Regions from separate parts of the Mus musculus genome. Here regions 1 and 3 are each linked to region 2. The links are chromatin contacts, called in public HiChIP or PLAC-seq and promoter capture Hi-C maps. All regions are on one chromosome and are shown on one strand. The core of a region is the stretch at or near the end of the contact, and the rest is flanking DNA. Distances in the headings are between cores, read along the strand shown.

The links. HiChIP or PLAC-seq counts read pairs in DNA pulled down with a chosen protein or histone mark. Capture Hi-C pulls out chosen DNA fragments and counts their contacts.
Region 1: a promoter capture Hi-C map of pancreatic islet shows a contact between it and region 2. The contact joins the promoter of Tsn here to the promoter of Tfcp2l1 in region 2. A contact is called at or near these places in 7 of 39 promoter capture datasets (the C10 cell line, cranial neural crest, hippocampal neurons and 4 more), 1 of 484 Hi-C or Micro-C datasets (B cells), 3 of 115 datasets of contacts at active chromatin or transcription factors (the 230-238 cell line, embryonic stem cells and large pre-B cells) and 3 of 9 other capture datasets (adipose tissue, liver and pancreatic islet).
Region 3: an H3K4me3 HiChIP or PLAC-seq map of stem cell-derived neural progenitor cells shows a contact between it and region 2, with 2.7 times the contacts expected there. The contact joins the enhancer-like site here to the promoter of Tfcp2l1 in region 2. A contact is called at or near these places in 11 of 39 promoter capture datasets (the 3T3-L1 cell line, the HPC-7 cell line, HPC-7-derived erythroid cells and 6 more), 5 of 484 Hi-C or Micro-C datasets (embryonic stem cells and nephron progenitors), 4 of 115 datasets of contacts at active chromatin or transcription factors (embryonic stem cells and stem cell-derived neural progenitor cells) and 1 of 9 other capture datasets (embryonic stem cells).

What each region holds. Positions count from the first base shown.
Region 1 is chr1:118,309,768-118,312,791 of GRCm38.p6, reverse strand. It overlaps Tsn (translin), which reads left to right and starts at 1,446. Exons shown (of 6, transcript NM_011650.4): 1 at 1,446-1,791; 2 at 2,926-3,019. The coding sequence starts at 1,726.
Region 2 is chr1:118,626,585-118,629,690 of GRCm38.p6, reverse strand. It overlaps Tfcp2l1 (transcription factor CP2-like 1), which reads right to left and starts at 1,746. Exons shown (of 15, transcript NM_023755.2): 1 at 1,589-1,746. The coding sequence starts at 1,650.
Region 3 is chr1:119,096,802-119,099,792 of GRCm38.p6, reverse strand. No RefSeq gene overlaps it. Among named protein-coding and RNA genes, the nearest start is that of Gm41934, 29 kb to the left of the region's middle. Within about 2 kb of position 1,607, at least 12 of the 459 cell types and tissues checked have an H3K27ac peak or open chromatin away from gene starts, as enhancers often do. A contact at or near this core is called in stem cell-derived neural progenitor cells, where this site is marked.

The sequences.
Region 1 (3,024 bases), core at 197-2,696, 320 kb after region 2:
CTTAGCAAGGTATCTAAATTCTAAATTCCAGTGAAAGGTAAAGGGCACTTACAATATTCTTTCAAAAAAAAAAAAAAAGCCCACAAGCCTGGCAGTGGTGGCACATGCCTTTAATCCCAGCACTTGGGAGGCTGAGGCAGGCAGATTTCTGAGTTCGAGCTGAGGCAGGCAGATTTCTGAGTTCGAGGCCAGCCTGGTCTACAGAGTGAGTTCCAGTACAGCCAGGGCTACACAGAGAAACCCTTTCTCGACCCCCCCCCCCAAAGAATATTTCTTACTAAGTTATGAGGAAACTGGGTCCAGAACATGATCAAAAACAGTTCCTGTACAAGTGGGTGTCTTGGCTAGTTCCTGCTCCTTCAAAGAATGGTTCTTTTGTAGTTAAAATAGATTTTCTGGGCTGGGGGAGAGTATGAGACTGTCCATCAAAGATTACACATTTATTTACTTGGTGTGTGTGTGAGTGTAGTGTGTGTGTTTGAAGAGGACAACTTGTGGGAGTTGGTTCTTTCCTTCCATCAGACTGTCAGTCTTGGTGACAAACCTTTAACTGCTAAAGTTTGTCAATCTCTCCCTTTCGATGGTTAAGAGCCCTCACGCCACCACAGACGATACTCTTTCAAAGAAATAACAGGAAGTACTCCATCCAAGCTCATTCAGAAAGTGCACTCGGTGATCAGGTGGAGAAGCAGCTGGCAGGAGCTACAAGGTGAACTCTGGCCTCTTCAAGACTGCTCAAGACCAGAGAGATCTTCATGATACTCATTGGGAGGATAGGATAGCTGTGAGGCAGATCATGTACAAGGACTTCAAAGCCCTGAAGCACGTTCATAGCTGAAGTGTAGTCCCTGGTTGAAGGTTACAGTAACACGCTTTTCTTTTCTTTTCTTTTTTTTTTTTTTGGTAGATTTATTTATTTTATGCATATGAGTACATTGCATTTCAGACACACCAGAAGACGGCATTAGTTCCCATTATGGATGGTTGAGAGCCAACATGTGGTTGCTGGGAATTGAACTCAGGACCTCTGGAAGAGCAGTCGATGCTCTTAACCGCTGAGCCATCTCTCCAGACCCGAAGATAATATTTTTATTCATTAATATTTATTTAGATTATAGTCTTTTATTATTTTTCATTTATCGGATTACATTCTCTCGCCATTCTTCCCCATTCAGTTTATGCATGCTCTTTGTTGAGCAGACAGAAGTATAACTTCCCTCCCTTGCTTGAAGTACACAGATAACATGGATAAGCAAACCGCGCCACTCGCTGGCCCCGCCTTCTACGAGCCAAGTGTCCCTAAGGACCCCCCCCCCGCCCCCCCAACCGGCTGTTTTCCTAGATGCCTATCTGCGAATCCCCACCTCCTTAATTGGAGCTGCCTATCAGCCGGCCTACGGCCACGGGCCACTGAAGCCCCTACGTAGGGCTGTTTCCGGAGATGCCTACGTGCGGGCGGCAGGCGAGGCTCGGCCCTGCCGTCGGGATTCTGGGCAAGAGCGCGGCACGGGACTGTGCGCGCGGCGCTTCAGGCATTGCGGCGGGCAGCCCGGGCTCCGGTGCGCCGCGGGTGTGGGAAGACCCCGGCGCCAGCCTTGGCGCAAGGGCTAGTGGACGCGGCAGTGGCGACGGCGACGGGCGTTGCGAGCGAGTCCGCTACTTGTTTGTGGGTCGTACTTCTTCGGCGGTGCTCCGGTGCTGACTGATTGTAGGGCAGCCAGCGCCATGTCTGTGAGCGAGATCTTCGTGGAGCTGCAGGGCTTTTTGGCTGCCGAGCAGGACATCCGAGAGGCGAGCCCCCTTCCTCCCCATCTCCTTTTTTTCTTTTCCTAGCCAGGCTGGTCCAGTTGGCCTGGTCCTGCTCGGTCTCTCGTTTTCAGGCCCGATGGGTTTAGGTTAGGCCGCCTCTTGGTTCCGGATTCGACTTCTCAGCGTCATGTACCTCTTAGAATATCACCTTTCCTAGTTCAGTATTCCAGTCCCAGGCTCGGTTAACGCCCGTGGCTAACCAGCACATCTTTTCTATATTGGCTGCTGGTATTTTTTTTTTTTTAAATAGCACTTGCGGTCTTTCTTTAAGCAAAAAGCTCTTCTGTAGCTTCTCATCCCGCATAAAAAATTTAAAAAAAATCTAGATTCTCCGGTGGCTCACAAGGTCTCTTTCCCCGCTCTCCTTTTATTTACACTCGTTACTGTGTGTGTGTTTAAGTTAACTTTTTATTCGTCTAATGCTCCAGATATTGCTCTGTCTGAGGACCCTTGGTTGTATTATCTGCTTTTGCTGGAATTAGTTTATTTTCTGCTCTCTGGCTGTTTTCCTTTTGCGCGTGAGACAGGATCTTGATGTGTAGTAGCCTTGGGTGACCTCGAACTCGAACCTGTAGCCTTCAGCGTTTTCAGTGCTGAAATTAACACGTGCAAAATTTATAGTCCTTATTTTGACTGCTTTTCTGTTAGCTCCTAAAATCGTGAGAAATTGAGAAAAAAAAACCCATTTATCCGTCCTATTGCTAGAAGGAGTTGCTTGCGTCTCTGATGTTTGCATAATGCCCATAACTAAATGTGCTCAGAGAATGTGTGCAAAATGAATGAATGAAAATCAGTCACCACTTTGTATTTAAGTTTTTGTTCTATAGAGAACATTTACATTGTCAGTTATTCATTTATATAGTGTCTCAGTTGGGTTCTTGAGCAGGTGGCTATTTTTCTTTCACGGCTACTTGTAGAATTTGAGGCTTTTTTAGCAGCTCCTTGAGTTGTGACAAGAAGAAATTACTGGAAGAGTTTGGATTCACACCTGAAGAATCCCTTCTTGTGAAAGTCTGAGAGCTGTGACTGAATGTGAGGGTGTGGTAGCATGTTTGTAGGCGACTCTGCTGAAGATTACACTGACCTTATCTGGCTTTTGTTTTTAATTCTCTCTAGGAAATACGAAAAGTTGTACAGAGTTTAGAACAAACTGCTCGAGAGATTTTGACCCTACTTCAAGGGGTCCACCAGGGTACTGGATTTCAGGACAGTAAG
Region 2 (3,106 bases), core at 497-2,996:
CACTACAAAAAAATAAACAAACAAAAAAACAATAAAAATTAAAAAATAATAATATGAAATTAAAATTTTAAATTCTGAAAAAGAAAAACAAGGAAAGCAAAGAAAAATATTCTTGCACTAACACAGATACACAGGGCGCAAGGAAGTCAAACTACTTGAAGGTAAAAAACAAAAACAACACCAGCTTCCAGTGGGGAGTATGGTTGGTCTTTACCCATTGCTTCCTCAAAGCACCCAAAGAAACAGTGCTGCTTTGTAGTGGCTCTCAGGCTCTCAACCTCAACGTTTGCCTTCCTCCTTTCATGCTAAGTCAAAATCTTAAAAGTATCTGAGTTGGCTCACAAAACTTCCATCTCAGGCACAGATACATAAACCACACCACGCCTCAAACAAGGATAATGTTTTATGCAACTAGATTTCAAATACTTCCGCTCAAGGTCACCTTCAACTTCATTTTTAAGATAGGATGAGATTAAATACCTAATGGCTACTCACAACAATCCAAAAGAAACCACAGGTAACCCTATAGAGTGTAATACAGTTAGCATATATTTATTCTATAGCAATTTTAACTGTGGGCTCAACACCACCACCGGGATCTGCAGTCTCATGTCCCTAGTTTGATTACCATTTTCAATGGTTTGGAGTTATTTTTTAAAAGAAAAAAAAAAAAAAACTGAAGATACACCAGTGAAACCTGGCCAACCCTCGGCTTTCTAAGAAGGGGCATGTCTTCCTAGAGGAGTTCTGAACATACATGAATCAGAAGCCAGGAAGTACAAATAACAAAGAAATCCAAAAGAGGAGACTTGGGGGGGGGGTCCAAAGAAGCACTTAAGGGTCTGTAGTTAGGGCTGACAGCCCCTGGGATGTCTTCTTGAGCCCACATCAAACACACTTTGGGTTAAGTACGGCACATATAATAAACTGTGACTAGGATGGAAATAAAGACAGGTTGAAGCTGGTTCTGGCGAGTTCAGAAAAAGAAATGCCTGCCTATTAGCCCTGCAGCCAGCTGCACCATAGCGAGGGGGATAAAAAAATCAAAGAATCCCGGAGTCACCAAAGCAATTTGGGGAGGTGAGGAAGTTCTATTTCCTAAAAGAGGGAGTTCAGAGAACTTTGCAAAATCCCGCGGGACCCTCTTCCCTTAAAGTGCGCTAGCGAAATCCCCACAGAAGAGGAGATTTCTAGGGGCCATACCAAGTTGACCCCGAGCAAGGGCAGCCACCCCCTGAAGCCCGAGCCCTCAGGGCTGCAGCGCAGACCTGCTCCCGCTATCCACCTGTGGGCCCAAGGGCCGAGAAGAGCAAAGAGCGGGCGGGGCCTGGCTTCCCGGGACACTCCAGCTCCTGATAGATGAGGCAAGTTTATTTCTCCTATTGGAGTGGGGAAGGGAGAGGAAAGGCGACGAAACCCGGCTGGGGACACAGCGAGTGGCAAGGAAACCTCGAAGAAGCAGCCCGCGGGCATCAGTGCGCCTCTTCCCCGACCATTCCCTAGGGGCCTCCCGGAGGGCCCTTCTCTGGAGGCCTGAGGTTAGTCAGCGCTCGGACCCCGATCGTAGGCAGGTGTTGCCACGTCTTACCGCAAGTAGCTGCCAGAGTTGTGCTGGTTGTAGTGTTCGGGCTGCGTGTGCCAGAACAGCATGGCTGAGGCTTCCGCAGCACCGGCCGGGGCGTGGCACCGAGCTGGACGCGGCAACCCTGGCCGCCGTCCACCTTTAAGCAGCACCCACTCGAACCTGAGTGGGCTGCGGCCGGCGCCTTTTATAGGCCGTCAGGTGGGCGTGGCATTAGGGGCGTGGTTATTGCAGGGCCGTCCCTACGGCTAGCACGGCCGGAGGGAGGCGCTGAGCCGCACCTGCCGGAGCTGTGCCTTTCTGGGAGCTGGCACTTGCTTAGCTACTGACCCTGGGGACACAGCCACTCTCGCTGTGGCCTACTGGCCTCTGAGCTTCCACGCTGAGCCCAAGGCAGTTGCTCAGGGCGAGATTGTGGCCAGGAGCACCTAAGCACTCCCCTTAACGTTTTTGTTTTTCCTCGCTCTGAACACTGACCTTATACCCTTTTTTCTCTGTTGCTTTTACTTGTCTTTAACTCCATGACTAGCTCACTGAGCATATCATACATGAAGTCACCTAGCATACACAAAGCTCTAAGCCCAGGTGTGGTACAACAGGTCTCTAATCCCTGCACTGGTAGAGGCAGGAAGATCCAAAATTCAAGGTCATCTTCTGCTGCACAGTATATAAAATAAAATAATAAAAATAAACTTAAAAGAGATGCCTGGGCCTCTTACTCAGAGCCCAGAATCAGTCCTTAGTCTGAGTCCAGATGAGCCTAGGAAGCATCAGAAAAGAAAGTTTCAGACAGGTTTGTGACAGTCCTTCTTTGACAAACTGGGCTCGTGTGACATGCAGAAGAGTTTAGGAGATGGGATGAAGTGTCCAGGTGTCAGAAACACGGGAGGCAACGGGAGGTAAGATTCTCTTTCCACTTCCTTTAATAGGGTTGTTTTTAAGTCTCTGTGTGTGGGTGGGTGGGTGGGTGGGTGTGTGTGGGAAGGACACTGTGCCTTAGTGTGTGTGCAGTGTAAACAGCTTGCAGGAGTCATTTCTTTTTCTTCTACAATGGGAGTCTGGCTATGCAACTCAGCAAGGACCTGTGCTGTGCTGCTGTGCCTGCCACCTTTCTGCTCCTTTAAGATTTTGGATGTTCTTTATAATTGGCTTTTGGAAAGTCGAGTCTGCCTGAATGTGAACAGTAGTAGGCCATGGGTAGATGGGCAAGCAGAAAGGTACACAGTTCCTAGAGGTGAACCCACAGGGTGATGTCTCAGGACCTCATTAGGCATACGTTCTGCTTAATTGAATGAGTCTATAAAGACTTCCTGGGCCTGCAAGCATAGGCACACAAGTCCCCCTTCCTTTGCTGGCTCTGCACTGTCTCCAGCCACAGGTTGCTGCTCTGTGAGAAACCCTTGGGATACTCCCTGTCTGCCTCTCCAGGGACCACCTCTGCTGCTCTTGATGCTCCTAGAGGTCACATGTGTCAGGGGTTGGGCAACATTCCTGTAGCTATCACACCCAACTCTGTGGATGTGT
Region 3 (2,991 bases), core at 358-2,857, 470 kb before region 2:
GCATGCACTTGTGTGTGTTTCTAGATGGCCGATCCATGTCCCTGACTGCCTCTTCTGCAGGCTCTGTGAGGACCCTTGGACCCTCTGACTCAAGTATTCTACAGTCCACAGTACCACTCGGCCTCTCCAGGGCACTTTTTCCAGTTTTCACTGAATGTCTTTCTTCTCCCAGGAACCCTTTTCCTGGAGCCTCTGGGAGCATGGCAACCTGCTGGGTAGTCAGTCCCGCACCTCGCAGACCCAGGTGTGCCCTGAGCTCCTTCCCCCTGCCTATCAGTTCTGGGAATACTTCTTTCTGATGTTCCCCCCTCCCCTCCTCTGCTTCTGGCCATAGTCTCTTTTCTTAAAGCTGTGATCAGCCAGCCACTCTAGCATCACAAGGGCAAGAGAGACATGTGCTGGGGTCTGGGCTCAGGTCCCACCTACCTGTCTCCTCTGACTGGACCTCCCCATTTTGTGTTTGCAACGTGGAGCAGACTGAGGAATAGCAGGCTCAGGAGATAGCTCAGTAGGCAGGCTTCCTTGCCTGAGTTGTGCTCCCTCAACCAATGTAAAAGGCTGGGCATGGCCCCGTGTACCTGTTACCCAAGCACTTGGAAGATGCAGAGACTAGAAGACCTTTGGAGTTTGCTGGCTACCAACCTAGCTCCAAGTTCAGTAGGAGACCTTATCCTAAGAGAATAAGACAGAGTGTGATAGCAAAGGAACCTGGTGTTCGCCTCCAGCTCCAGCACAGACAAGAACACATACACCCCCACATACATGTGAATACATTATACAAGCATGTGCACATGCGTGGGAACACACATATATCCACACTAGCTTTGGGGCCCCCTAAACTCCTGTAACACAGCTTTAGACCCAAATAGCAAACTGGGAGCCTCAGTTGCCCTATGATACCCCCCTCCAAGATTGAGAAAATGGATGTCAAGTGACTGTGTAGAATCTTCCCGTTCCGTGACAAGGAAACAACATGGCTGCTTGTTGCAGTCAGTGCTCCCAGCATGAGACCCCCAGGTCAAGACCTTCTGTTTTCACCAGAAGACCCCATCAAACACCAAGCCTCCAGGTGAAGAAAGGGATTATCAGAGAAGACAAATGACTTGCCCCAATGTCACCAGCTGCCAAGTGGCAGAGCTGGCTGTGATTCCAGATTGGAGTCCCCCCTGCCCTCAGAAACAAGCCATCCTCAACCTTTTTCTTTAGGGAGCACTGGAGGACTGATTGACCCCTTGGGCTCCTTACTCCCTAGTCTCGGCTTGTCTTCAGCCTCTCTGGTCCCCATCCCTTCCAAACCTCAAGCTCGGAACAGGAGTCTGTCCAGATGGGCGTTTGCTTGCCAGCCCCACCTCCAGCCGTGTGACCCTCCTAATGCCAAGGGCCACCAAACACACGGGGGCCAGAGAAGGTCTCCAGGCAAAACCAGGACAGGAGCCAAACAGTGGCTCTGCCCTTCTCTCACAACGGTGGCTCTGGGCTGGGCACTGCCCTGGGAGCCAGAAGGAGAGGCGGTGCTGTCCCTGGCTGATCCCCGGTGCACAGGTGTTCTCTACAGCCCAGGGAAGGGAGGAGGGGGGCTGGGCAGCAAGGCCGCAGGCGAAGAGCTGCGAAGAACTATCTGTTGTTTCCTCCTCGGGCTCCGGGAACAATTCCCCTTTGAGCTTCTTGGCTGAGGTAGCTGAGAGAGTCTTTCTCCAAGGCTGATCTTGACAGATTGATTTATCTGTTTCGGTAACTTGGCCTTCCTGAGAAAGTGAGGCTCTGAGCCAGGCTGCCTGGGGACCAACCTGGGGAGCTGGAGAGCCTGCTCTTTGGGCTCAAGAGCAGACCCTGGGTTCCTCTCCCTGCCCTTACTGGAACCAAGGAGGTGAGGGGCATTTCACCAACTGCAGCCTGGCATCTATAGGCAGGTGGCTCCACCTCAGTTCCCCAGCCCCTGCTCACACGTGGGTGTCTTTGGTCCCATTTTATACCTGGGAAGATCACTACCCAGGACCATAGGGAACAGAGGTAGAGAACCGGACAGGAACTCAGAGCTCTGCTTCCTCCATATCAATCCTCATCTGCCTCAAAGAGGACCTTAAACTTGAACCTCAGAGGGAAGCTTACCAGCATGGCCTCCCCAGCTGGGGCCCGGCCCTCCTGCCTGCCCTTCCCAACGTTCCCTGACTTAAGCTTCATGCTCCAGCCCAGACTTGCTTTGCCTTAGCGCGCGCGCACGCGCGCACACACACACACACACACACACACACACACACGCCCCATGCATACCCACTTGCTTGTCTCCCATCATTCTGTCCACACCCCAGGCAAGGCCAGGCACTGAGGGAGGGTTCCTATATGTTGGGAAAGGAAGGAGGGAGGAAATGAAAGATTGGAAGGAAGGAGAGAGGGTGAGAGAAGAGAGAGGAGGGCAAGGAAAGGTGTGAGGGGAGAAGGGGGAGGAAGGACAGAGAGAGTGGAAGTGACATCCCAGAATCCCTGAGCCCACCATGACGTCTGTACACTGGCTGCCTATAGCTTAAGTATCATGTTTAAGAGACAGGAAAAGAGCCCGATGCTGTCTTGAGTGGAGTCCTTGGACTCTGTCCTGAGTTTGGATACTGGTGTGAGGACAGGAAGCTGCCGTTTCTCTTTCCTCTGCACACACCCTAGCTGCCCTGGGCTATGGTCTGAAGTCTAGGCAGCCTCAAGTCCGTCCAGCCGAACTGCTGAGCTGAGGGTGTCACTCTGCCCACTTCCTGTCTGAGCAATGACATTGCAGGGTCAGGGGCACCTGGGACTGGCTGCCTGTTGCTCTCCTCTCTAATCCCAAACTGAATAGCCTGAGATGGTTTTAGCAGAGCCCCAGTCCTGCTCCAGCCACCTCTGTAGGAATCCACAGTCCCTCCTCAGAGGGGACACACTCATCCACAATGCCCTTTGACTCCATCAGCAGTGAGCTGGGTCCACAGCCACAGGCCTGGCAGAGCCCTCAGGCCCCCAGAACCC